4 separate regions of the Mus musculus genome follow, and regions 1, 3 and 4 are each linked to region 2. A link is a contact called in public HiChIP or PLAC-seq, Micro-C and promoter capture Hi-C data. All regions are on one chromosome and are shown on one strand. Each heading gives the region's core, a stretch centred on a gene start, on an enhancer-like site or on the middle of the called end of the contact. The rest is flanking DNA. Distances are from core to core; before and after follow the strand shown.

Region 1 (3,125 bases), core at 490-2,989, 810 kb before region 2:
CAAAAACAAAACAAAACAAAAAACAAACAACAAAAAAAGTGGAAGACAGAGCCCAAAAAAATTTAGAAAAGCTATATACATTCTATATGTTCCCAAATTTTCCTCATAAAAGACACTCAATGTTTTAGATTTGGTTTTACTTCCAGCTCCACTGCTAGCTAAGCAGAACTTTTCATAAGTCTGCTTCACACCCCCCAACCCCTTTTGAGACAGGGTCTCTCTATGTAGCCCTGGCTGTCCTGAAATTCACTGTATAGATCAGGCTGGCCTCCAGCTCACAGAAACCTGCTTCTGCCTTTGCCTGCCAAATGCCGGCATTAAAGGCATGCAGCACCACAGCTGGGCTCGTATCACCTTCCTTAAAAATAAGTCAGCTGGACCAGATGACCCATCGTAGCGTCTCTCCCCTTCCAAAACTAACACTGTGTGGCTTTGCTTACTGAATCCAGAATTCTAGGCCTTCTGCTAAACACATCCCTCCAACCCCAAACTAAGGACACAGGATTGAAAGGAAAGGAAAACAGTGACACACCTGGCTGAGAACAAAGAGGGGAAGGAGCCAAACTACTCTTGGGATCGTGTCCCTGAAGGCAGCCAGTTTTCTACTGGCCTAAGCCAACCTATACTGGCTTTTCTCTTCTTTTTTTTTTCTTTTTGTTTGAATCACTCTGTAGACCAGGCTGGCCTCGAACTCAGAAATCCGCCTGCCTCTGTCTCCCAAGTGCCGGGATTAAAGGGGTGTGCCACCATGCCAGGCTTCTTTTATTTTTTAAAAGACATTGTTTGCTATGTATCTGTAACCAATGTAGAAACCACCAAGTAAACCAAACTAGCCTAGAATTCACAGAGACCTTTCTGTTTCTGCCTCAGGAATGCTGGGATTAAAGGAGCGAGCCACCACACCAAGCTTGGTTTTGTTTTTTGGTACAGGGGTAATTGTTTGTTTGTTATTTATTTATTTGTTTTTGAGGCAGGGCTTTCTCTGTATAGTCCTGGCTGTCCTGGAACTGGATTTGTAGACCAGGATGGCCTCATACTCAAAGCTCTGCCTGCCTCTGCCTCCAGAGTGCTAGGACTAAAGGCGTGAGCCACCACACCCAGCTGAGGGCTTCTTATTCACCTGGGACTAGTCAGGAACTCACTAAGTAGTCAAGGATGACCTTGAATTTCTGACCCTTTCCCCTCTATGTCTCAAGCGCTGGGCATGTGCCATCCAGCTTGGCTCTCGCACCTATGTCTTTGCTAATAGGAGGTTTGTTTGTTTCCTTGTGCTTTGTGGAAAGGAGAGCCTCTGGCTTCGCTCACTGATGTTGCTCCCTTGACTTCCAAGCGCCCACTTCTTTCCTTTATGGCTCCTCACTCTCCTGCTCAGCTCTGTGGTGACAGGAACAGAAATCTGAGTTCAGTCTTGCCGAAGGAACTCTCTTTAGAGTCCCATCCTCCACCGGCCTGTGTCTTATTTGACAAGACTTCGCTTTGCTTTGCCTTTGGTTTCCTGGCTCCACCTTCCAGATCCCTGCTCTGCCCCCAACCCTGGACTCCAACAGCTGAGAAAAGCAGTACAGCTCCCCGCTGAAATGCCCGACGTACTGCTCTCTGTTTCCTTTTCTCTCATCCCATTTATAGCAAAAGACCTGGCACAAAAGGCCAGGGTCAGAAGGAGACTTACCCAGGATGAGTGGTGCAACAAGGAGGGCTATAAAGAGGACATCCATTCTGGGTTTTGCACTATCACTGTGTAAGTTAAAAGAGGAAATTGCTGTTTCCCACCACACTTACCCCGCCTCCCCTGCTGCTGTGAAGCTGGGAGGGCACTGGAGTGATTCTTCTCCCAGGGGACAGAACTCTCCGCCTACTCGCTCCGTAGATCTTTACATAGCTGCTGGACCTAGAGCCAACCCCCTTAACCCCCTTGTTGGATGCTAACTTGTTATTCCTGGAGAGCCCCTAGCCCTGGATTAGGTCCGCTCAGGACTCCCACTGCTGGGACCAAAGTTCACCCTCTCCTCTCCCCTCCTATGCTTCCTCCCTCTCAATGCTCCCCAAAATCCACCTTCCTTCTTGCAGGCCTTAAGTTACCATTGCTGTGCAGGGTTGCTCTCCACTCTGAGGGAAACATGATCTTTTTTATCATGTTTATCAGCCCCCGCCGGCTGTGCATCCCCTCCCCTCCCCATCCCCTCCCCTGCCAGCTGTGCATCCTTCCTATAACAACTGTACTCCCTATATCCATTGTTCTTGCATTTGTCTATTTTCCCTGGGCTCCTTCCCTTTCTCCAGCCCCTGCTCTTCTCCACTCCCTCACAGGTAGCCCTGGCTATGTCCTTGCACCACATGGTGGATCACAATCATCTGTAGCCGCAGTCCCGAGGGTTCTGATGTGCTCATCTGGCCTCCAAGAGCACCGAGCACATACATGTTGCACAGATATACATGACACAACCCCCTCCCACACACATAAAAATAGCTATTAGAACAAAAGAAAAGCTCCACAAGCCTCACATACCTAGTAAATACTTGCTAAGCATCTAAAATGAGTCCTTGAACACCGTGCAAGTGGCTGTGGGCTCATCATGCACAGATTGTTCCCCACAGCTGCTAACAGCTCACAGAGAAGAGTGGCCCAGACTCAGCCTGTTGAACACACATGGAATCCTGAACACTGGCCAAGATGTTCCCATCCTCCTAACCTTGGGGAACAATGTGTCTAGTGACCGCCAGACCCCCCCAACCCTCCACCCCCCCTACCCTCCCATCCCCCCCACCCCCCCACCTCCACTGATTCCCCTCCTAGTGACTTTTTGCAAAAACCTCCAGGAAGCCCGGTAATCTTTTAAATTTTTCTGTAGTTTGTTGTTGCTTTGTATGTACCCTCAAAAAACGATTTTTCTCATATATGATCAAAATGCTCAGATCCCATCATAGGATTCCTCTGTTCTGCAGACTCCTAAGGACCAACCCGTCCTCATACAAATGATGATTCCTGATAATATGAAATCTCTCTCCCCAGCCTGAGGAAAAGACACCACTCAAGTTTATTTTCCAGACTATAAATAAAGGAAGTATGACATCAAAGGAACCAAGCAGCTCGGCGTGGGGCGGGGGTGGAGGGGATGGGTGTAATT
Region 2 (2,975 bases), core at 27-2,526:
CAGAGTGAGTTCCAGGACAGCCAGGGCTACACAGAGAAACCCTGTCTCGAAAAACAAACAAACAAACAAACAAACAAAGAAATGAACTACTCAAATCGTCAGGTTAAGTGACCAACTTGGTTGAAACAGGGCCCTTTGGAGGGTCCAAAGCTTTGGAGGAGGAAGTAGGCACTTTAAAGAGGGGCAGAAGTGTGTCTTCTGTACCTGTATCTCCTTGTGTTCACCAACTGTGGGATCCCTAGTTACTGAAAGCATATTTGGAGGTTGGGAGATAGAGGGTTATCTGTAGGGATTGGGCTGCTTATTTTCCATTTGTAGCCCAGGTTTTCCCCCAGATAGATGGAGATCTCATCCTATAACCTTTCTAAACAACCAGAGTCCCAATGCACATAGTCCCAGTCCAGCCCAGTCCAGGCTCTACACTCCCTCCCGCAAGGGATCAAAGGACTACTCAAACTTTGAATGCCCAGAATCTCTTCTCTCCTCAGCGCTCAGAGGAGTTAATAACTCCCGCCCGGCTCCTGGGCTCCGCCCCTCTCCCCTCTCCGAGGTCCTGGCGGGCTTACCCTGGAGGGGGCGGCCCCAGCAGCAACGCTTGGCCGGGCGGAGCTCAGGCCCGGGCGGTGCTGCGGCTGCAGCGTCCAGCTGCCCGACTGAACTCCAGCCGTGCAGCAGACTGCCGGAGCTGCGCGAGCCCTTTCTGCACCGGGGCTCACCCCCGCAACTCTGCGGGTAAGTCCTGCTTTCCGCACCCAACTTTGTTGCCTGTCAAGCCTTGAGTCGTATGGCGCTAGCAGGACCTAAGCTTGTAATTGCTGTGTTCGGGGGAGGTGAAGAATTCGGAACAGCCGTCTCCAACAGTTCGCAAGTCCCCAACTTCCCCCAAAAAGGACAGGAGAGCATCACTTTCAGAGTTGGCGGGACTCTGGGATTTCGCTAACTAAACTTGCGGCGGAGATCTCCGGGGGACAGGGGCTCCAACTTCGCCGCCCCTCCCCCATCCCTCGGAGCTCCGGCAGTTCCGGATACTTTCCCTCCATCTTTCAAGTATCCTTGGCTGCCTAAAAGCCCATCCCTTCGGGTCCGCCTTCTCGTCGTTACCCGCAGGGCCCCGAGATCCCCGGGCTGCACACTCCCTGCGGGGCCACCGTGTCTCCCGCCGCCGGGAGACTTGCCCCGGCCATCCGGCTGCAGGAGAAGGGGCGAGGCCGGCGGCGGTCCGGAGCCCGGCGGGCGGGGCCGGGAAGGGGAGGTGTAGGGGGCCGGACGGGGCGGAGCAGGCGGCCTTTGCGGCCGGCGCTGGGGCGGAGAGTTTGCGCCGGTCCCTGGGCCTGAGCTCCGGCTCGGGCTGGGGCGCCTGCGATGTCTCAAGATGGCGGAGCTGGGCGAGTTAAAGGTACCGGCCCCCTCCCCCAGCCCCAGCAGGACTCGCTCGGCTGCCCGCTGAGGCGGGGAGGCGACCAGGCTGGGCGCAGCGGGATGGGGTGGGTGCGGGCGACGTGGCAGGGACTGGCTACAGGGATGCGCGGGCAGCGGCCGCGAAAAGGGGCTGCGGTGGCGCCCCGGGGGCGGGGCCGCAGGGCAGATGCAGGGGTGGGGCGGAGGGGGGAATTGTCGCCCCGGAGGGCCGAGGCACAAGGGGCGGGGACGCGGGGCCGTAGCCGCTTTTAGTAGTAGGTAGTTGCAGGGTACAGGCGGGCGAGGGAAAGCTCCTCTAGAGGCGTAGGGGTGAGTCCATCAGGCCAAGAGGTGTGACAGTGAGGGGGAGCCGTAGGGATGGGACCCGAGGACCAGATGTTATCAAGCTCCCGGGGACCTGAAGCTTAGGCTTGGGGCTGCTGTGGGCATCCGAGCCTTGGGCAGTACCGATAGGGGGGCTGAGACGTAAGGGGGCGGGGCTGTACAGGAGCGTACCTTAAGAGATGAGGCAGGAGCATCCTGGAGGCTTAGAGTAAGGAACTGTCCTAATGAGGTCCTGTGGTTGGAGAGGTAGAGAAGTGTGAACCACTGGATAGAAAAAAAGTTATTGAGCCAGTGGAGAAATAAAAACAAGTAGGAGGAGCCAAGGATGGAAAGGTAGAGAGAAGGACAAGGTTTTCATCACATTCCTGAAAAGGAGACCAGGAGGAAAAGAACTTGGGAGAGCTAATGGTCCACCCGTGACTAGGTCTTCTAGACATTCACAGAAGGGAGCCCTAGAAGGAGAGAGATCTTGCCCCACCACAACACAGTCTCCAAGGAACCACACCAGAAGATATCCTACAGAACCTTAGACCTTCATTCCCCCATCTTCTGGCTTCGCCCCATCCTTGTCCCGAGTAAGCCTGAGTTCTAGCCATTGGGCCATCCACGTTTAAGAGCTGACTTCTGTGCTTTGGTTCACAGACCCCATTCTCATTCTCTTGGGGTCTCTGTTGAGAAGTTTGCCTTGGTTCCCACCCTGGTGGCTATCTATGAATATACCATGTATGAGAGAAAGAAGGAAGATGGTAGTTCTGGACTGTTTGGTTTCAGACCCCAGGACAAGGGGGCTGAGGTGCATATTTTACATCTCAAAGCAGCCCTGGCCTCCAGGTTCTCCCAGCATCCCTCAGTCCCTACCTGGCATTCTAAGGCCTCAACCCTAAACTTTCCAGCCCAGGGGCTGGGCTGCCCTTCCCCCAAGGTTCTTCCCTATATAATCCAGACATTTTGTGCGTTCCCCCCCCCTTTCCTCCACCCTATGGCGATTCCCTTAGGACAGCTTCCTAATAAACTTAACTTTTTTTTTGTTTTTGTTTTTTTTTGTTTTTTTGTTTTTTTCGAGACAGGGTTTCTCTGTGTAGCCTTGGCTGTCCTGGAACTCACTTTGTAGACCAGGCTAGCCTGGAACCCAGAAATCCGCCTACCTCTGCCTTCCGAGTGCTGGGATTAAAGGCGTGCGCCACCACGCCCGGCAAATTTACCTTTAATCTAATCTAATTTGGCTTGAATTG
Region 3 (2,980 bases), core at 81-2,580, 540 kb before region 2:
GCCCCTTTGTGCTTCTGGTTAGGCGATGATCACATCACTTCTCTCCGTCCTGACCATTCCCTCTATATTCTGCTGTTCCCATACCTCAAGATATTAAAGAACAGAATGAGGCTTTCGGAGGAAAGTGGTGGGGAGAAGAAAAGTAGGTCATGGGATTTTGGCACACCTGTTCCTAAGCTGTTCCTTACTACATACTTTATTCCAGAAGCATTGAGGTGTGTGGTGGGGTGGTGGTGACCAGCAGTCTTTAGGACTTCTACAATCAGGCGTCTAGACCAGCTTGCTAGCAAGTACATACCTGTTTGTTCCAGTCTCTGCTCATGCTAGTTCACTATTTCCACAGTTGCAGCCAACAAAGAGAACTTTGGAAGCTGAGGCTGGAAGGATGTGTGCTGTGGGGAAGGGAGTGTTGAATGTCACGGCCCCCACCTAAGGATTGCTGCCTCTGTACAGACTCAAAAACAATAAAACAGCAGCTCATTAACACCTATTTTGTATTTCATTTCCTGTCTTCTCCGTGTTGAAACATGCTGCCCTCAAGCTGCCCTCCTTAGCATCTCTGTTCAGTGCCCTACAGCCCCATCTTTGCTTTTTAAATTCAGCAGGGAAGGAGGGGGAAATGTGATCCTGGAGCTGAAAAGAGTTTTCCAGTCCTTAGCTTTCAAAGTCCAGAACATGAATCATTCATTAGGAGATCTGGTGACTGGGTTGGAGGGGCGGAGTCATGTACCTGGGGCTGGGCTTTCCATAGGAATAGGTGGCTGCGGGAGTGGGGAGGTGCGCTCGCCGGGCGCAAAGGCTGGTTTAGATATACCACGATCTTTTTCTGGGTTTTCTAGCTCCCGCCCCACTGCCGAGATTTGCACACCAAAATACCTGTGCTGTGTCTGCATCCCAGACACACCAATTTCCGTCCACTCCATTCTGCCCCTGGGCCTGTCACGCTCTCCAGAAAAGGACACAAGGTTCAGTTCCCTTTATGTCCCCTTCTCAACCCGTTAGGTTGTCAGAGGAGGCTGAAAATGAACAAAATCACAAAACCCATGAATAAACGAAACCAAAATAACTGAGTTTCCTAGTGTTTCATCTCTCATTGAAAAAGTATAGAGAGCTAGCCCAAAATGTTTTCATTTAACTACTGCTCCCCTCGTCACACCCACTAATATTCACGAACAGAAAGAGACTAAAATGTGGATGTGGGTTAAGGGAATCTGGGTATCCCCAGTTCCCCCATTCCTCCCATCTTTCTTAAGCTCCTCCATTTCCTTTCTACTTTGAAAAAAAAAATTGCGTATTCTCCTTTAAGGGGCTGGGCATCTTGCCTGTTCTCTTAGAGTCACCGAAGTTTCCAAAGAGCCTCCCCTGTCTGGGCAGGACACACCTTTCAAATAAGACCCCTGGAACTGTGCTCCTGGTATCCGAAATGCCGCTACCGCTGCGTCCTCCCCAGCCTCTTTCTCCCCACCTCTAGGATTTAGCCTCTCCCCAAAAAGAGCCAGCATCTTTGAGGACTCCCACCCTTAGCTGCTCTACTCCCGGATGGAGCCAGGGAAATGTGGTGGGGGGGCCGGGGCCAGAGTTTCAACATTGCCCCCCAGAAGGAGGAGCCAGAGATGGGGGTAAGGAAAAGGAATGGGAGGGTAGCTAACAAGAGAGTGTGAATGGGATGCTGTGGAAATTAAAGGGGAAGGAAAGGATTCAGAGGAGGAGGGTGTATCTGTTTTATCAACTGTTATGGAGCTCGTCTGCCTTTTTCAGTCTCGAGTTGTCTCATTATCCATTAACCAGCCCCTCCTTGTCTTGTCTGCCAGCCGCAGTCAGTGATCTCAATTTCCCTGAGAGGAGAGGAGAGCAGAGCAGAGAAGGGGGGGGGGGGGGGGGGGAAGAACCCGAACAAATGAACTCAATGCGGGTCTCCAAAGGCAGCTACTGGAGAAATCCCAGATTCTGAGTTTAGGGGGTCCCAGATTAACTCTCTCCCCTGCTCAGCTCTCTGGACCGAAGTCTAACCCAGGGAACAGGATGCCGGAGCCCAGCAGTCATCAGCTTGGCAGCTGCCTGGCCTCTGGTTGTCTCCCAGGTAATAAAATGACCTCTCTAGATTCCTTTAAAAGTCTTCCTACCCCATCCTTTTTTGTTTTCACCAAAGATACTCCCTATTCCTTTCCTCGAAGTGTTTCTGAGACTCATTCTCCTGCCTCCTTCCTCAGAGCTTGTGGAAGGCCTGGACATTGTTCATTCTGCTTTCTCACCCCGGCTACCACTTTTCTTATTAACTATCCAAAGACCAGTGAGTGTATATGTGCCACGTTCTATGCAGGGTTTTAGAAGTTAAAAAAAAAAGTCTATTCTTTTCCTTCAATTTTACATCTAAGGATAGACGAGTAGCCACATAGAAGTGTGGGGCAGCATTGGGGATAGTTAGACCTTTGCTTCTCTTTCTCCCTTTTAGGGGAGCATATCCTAGCATGGGCACCAGGACGAAGGAAAGGGCCAGGACTAGACCTGCCTGGAACTCTGATCTGCACTAACTTTAGGGTAACCTTCCAGCCTTGTGGATGGCAGCGAAAGCAGGTGAGGTGATTAGTGTAATAGAAAAGCTTGGTGCGGTGTCCCAGCAGTTGGGGGGTGGGGCGTTGAGATGGAAGACCATGAGAGTTCCAGGCTAACCTAGGCTACATAGCAATGCTCTGTTTTTCTTGTGAATGTATCAGTAAATGGTAGAATTATTTCTATGGAAGCTGCCTTCTACGGGGGAGGGGCGGAGGCAGCAAGGCAAGACAGGGATGGCTGTCATGTCTGTAGCATCAGTCTTGTGCTTCCTTTAGGATACTCCTCTGAGTAGTGAAAATGATTTTGCCTTGATCAACATTGGTCGATTAGAGGCTGGTAAGTTTGAGGGTTTGGTAAAAGGGGCATTTGAGTCTCTACCTTCTGTTCTCAGAAGACTGAGGGCTGGGGCAGGGTGGAGTGGAGGAAA
Region 4 (2,884 bases), core at 176-2,675, 530 kb after region 2:
TATAGGCCTTTTCAAGAGAAGAGAGAAGACTTTGTTACTGGTCCCCAGGACCATCAGATTTGCACACAAACACTTCTTCATGATAAACTCCCTGGTGACTAGTGTCCAGTCAAAAACTTTCAAACCAACCAGACTTAAAAGCCTCCAAGTCACAGGTTCTAAACAAGTCTTACCTCCCAACATCTTGACTATTTCACTACCTACTCCTCACCTCCTGTAACTAATTCATCACTGTGTTCCCTACACAAGAGCCCAGGTCTCTGTCGCCAAAATAACCATTTAATTCCACAGTTTATCAAACGCTAACAAATGCACCATCAAATTGACTTTTTACATGGCCGCTGACGTCACTGTCAGGGGGTGACTTGTTCTTGCTTTAACTAAAGTGTAACTCTGTATCCACTGCATCCTGCCTTGGATTATGTCCACAGAGGCATATTTGCATCCATTTCACTACCCTACCTAATGACTTTGACTCCAATCTTGGCCTCAGAATAACTCTTTTAACATTTAAAAAAACGCCCTTCCTTACCTCCAGCAGACTAAGGCTCTTGGGGGACAGATTTCAAGCTTTCTTTCTCATCCTTGGCAGCTTTAACATAACGTTCCCAGCAGTACTACTACAGGCCGTGGTCCTTCCCTCTGGACTAACCACCAACTCTGCGACTTGTTTTCCTTAGGATAACTCCATTTCACCAAGCTCACCCAACACTTACCAGTGACATCTTAATAGTCTTTGCAACTTTCAAAGGCCAGCCAGCCTCTAGGGTTCCAATTTGAAAACCACTGGTGTGTTCTACGACCCTCACAATGACTCAGTGACCTAACTCATTCGTCGCCAACTCACCTGCTGGAACCCTTTACAACTCAAGACATTCCTCTAGGCTTTCACCTCCCCCAACCCTTCAACAAGTCACTGGCCTGCGGAGTCCCCTTTCTCCCCTCTACGCATCTCCCGGGTCTTACAAACTCAACCCGAAATTCCTAATTTCGCGCGCTCTTTCCTCTCCATCGCCCCTCCATCCCAAGACCCCGAGACGGTCATCTCCCCTCAGGTAACCTCTCCAAGCACAGCTTTGGGACACAACCTCTAAAACCCCGAGAGATGCCCCGGTCTCTCCCATAGCTCCCGAGGCTCCCCCGCCTCCCCCAACAGGTTCCTCCAGACTCAACTCGCCAAGCCAGCGCCCCGACCCCCGGAGGCCCCCCGGCCACACGCGCACGCGGACCCGGCCCCCGCCGCGCCGGCCCGCCCCTCCCCCTCCCCGGGGCCACTTACCCCGGGCCGGAGAGGGGGAGGGGCGAGCGCGGGCGGGAGCTGCGGTCCCCGGCTGCTCTCAGCCCCGGGGGGCCGGGGCCCGGACCAGCGGCAGCAGCAGCGCAGCGTCTCCCCCCGGCGGCGGCAGCGGCGGCGGCGGCGCCGTCCCACTCCCGCAGGCACACATAGGCTCCATTGTCCGCCGGTGCCTCCCCCTTTCCGGCTCCCCCTCCCAGGCCCGCCCCTTCCCCCTCCCCTCGACCCTCCCCCAGCCGCACCGTGCCACGAAAGGTACCGCGGGCCCCGCCTCGGACGCGAGCGGAGGCGCGCCCCTCCCCCGGCCCGCCCGGCGGGGAATGGGGCCCTGGCCCCGCCGCCGCCAGGGCCCGCCCCCTCCGGGGGAATGGCACCCGTCCCCCTCCCCGAAGGCGATCGATGGTACCAGCCCGCCGCGGCCTCCGCCCCCTCCCGCGCCTGGCTCAAGAGAAGCCGCCCGCGCCCCGCCCACCCACGGCCCCGCCCCGACGGCACCGCCTTCTGCTTTGCATGACCCCTCCCATCCAACCCCGCCCCGGCTAGTCACCGGGTCCCCCCGCGGTGACGCCCACTCCCCGGTTTAAAGCCACAGAACCCTCTTTTTCAACTAAAAGATCCTCCTGCAGGACCCACGGGGCGGGTGGTGCGGCGGGGAGGTTCTCTTCCTTCCTCACCCTCCTCCCGGCGCTCATTCACCCAGACTCCCCATGGCCTCCAGCAGTACTGGAGCCACCGAAGGGGATTAGAAAAGGCGCGGGAGGGGGAAGGGCAGAGTGGAATTTAGCCATCTTTGACAGAAACTAACTGGGAGCTGCAGAAGGAACCGATCTTCCTTCACTCGCCCGCCGTTCAGGGTCGGGCCTAGTCTTCAGTCTTCATGCCACCTCCTCGCACCTCTCCACTGCGATTCCGCCTTGCTTCCCCCAGCCCACCCATCCGCCCCTAGGTGTCCACTCTACCTTTGCCCGTGAGGGCTTTCTTCCCTCTGGAAAGCTGGTCCCCTCGGCTTGCACTCTTCTCCCTCTTCCCAGAACAGACTCTCTGGGGTCCTGCTGGCGCTGTGGCTAGAGCAAGGTCTCCTTCACCTCGGGCCCTGCCCCGCCCCGCCCTGCCTGGCCAGCACTACCTATGGTTTCCAGAGAGCACCTTCTGCCCCGGCCTCCAGGTCTTCTCCCAACCACAGTATCACTCACTTAATTTTATTTTTTGGAAGAGCTTTGATGTTGAGAATTCGAGGGCGACGCGTTCAGCACTACCCCTGTGAAGTTAGATGTTAGCTCATTAGGTAGCACTTTTTCACATCTTGGTTAATGCGCCTTGCTCAGATTCCTGTTATCCTTATTTTGTGGGGCCGTGTTACTGCCTTGACCAGCCATCGTTACTGTCTGCCCTCCCCACAAAACCCTACTAATCTTCGAGTTTGTACTTTGCGGAGTTGATCTTAAGGATTCTCCTGCAACTCTGTGCACTGGTCCAAAGCGTTTCTAACAGTTAAGTGGATTCTGTGTACCTGAGAATGTACAGTCTCCCCGAAGATGGAAGCAAGCAACATAGCCAAAAGACCTACATGGGTTTAACCAGGACAGCCAC

What was found. Promoter capture Hi-C pulls out the DNA fragments that hold promoters and counts their contacts. Hi-C and Micro-C count contacts between places; a contact is called where the count stands out from the background. HiChIP or PLAC-seq counts read pairs in DNA pulled down with a chosen protein or histone mark.
Region 1: a promoter capture Hi-C map of liver shows a contact between it and region 2, with 3 times the contacts expected there. The contact joins the promoter of BC028528 here to the promoter of Pias3 in region 2. A contact is called at or near these places in 4 of 39 promoter capture datasets (cranial neural crest, hippocampal neurons, liver and 1 more) and 1 of 115 datasets of contacts at active chromatin or transcription factors (pancreatic cancer cells).
Region 3: an HNF4G HiChIP or PLAC-seq map of pancreatic cancer cells shows a contact between it and region 2. The contact joins the promoter of Mtmr11 here to the promoter of Pias3 in region 2.
Region 4: a Micro-C map of embryonic stem cells shows a contact between it and region 2, with 3 times the contacts expected there. The contact joins the promoter of Bcl9 here to the promoter of Pias3 in region 2. A contact is called at or near these places in 2 of 39 promoter capture datasets (the C10 cell line and liver) and 2 of 484 Hi-C or Micro-C datasets (both in embryonic stem cells).

Annotation. Positions count from the first base shown.
Region 1 is chr3:95,890,216-95,893,340 of GRCm38.p6, forward strand. It overlaps BC028528 (cDNA sequence BC028528), which reads right to left and starts at 1,740. Exons shown (of 6, transcript NM_153513.4): 1 at 1,670-1,740. The coding sequence starts at 1,715.
Region 2 is chr3:96,695,800-96,698,774 of GRCm38.p6, forward strand. Pias3 (protein inhibitor of activated STAT 3) reads left to right here and starts at 1,277. Exons shown (of 14, transcript NM_001165949.1): 1 at 1,277-1,396. The coding sequence starts at 1,373.
Region 3 is chr3:96,160,640-96,163,619 of GRCm38.p6, forward strand. Mtmr11 (myotubularin related protein 11) reads left to right here and starts at 1,331. Exons shown (of 17, transcript NM_181409.3): 1 at 1,331-1,619; 2 at 1,990-2,080; 3 at 2,453-2,574; 4 at 2,829-2,889. The coding sequence starts at 1,554. Otud7b (OTU domain containing 7B) reads left to right here. Exons shown (of 12, transcript NM_001025614.1): 12 at 1-490.
Region 4 is chr3:97,225,939-97,228,822 of GRCm38.p6, forward strand. It overlaps Bcl9 (B cell CLL/lymphoma 9), which reads right to left and starts at 1,426. Exons shown (of 10, transcript NM_029933.4): 1 at 1,280-1,426.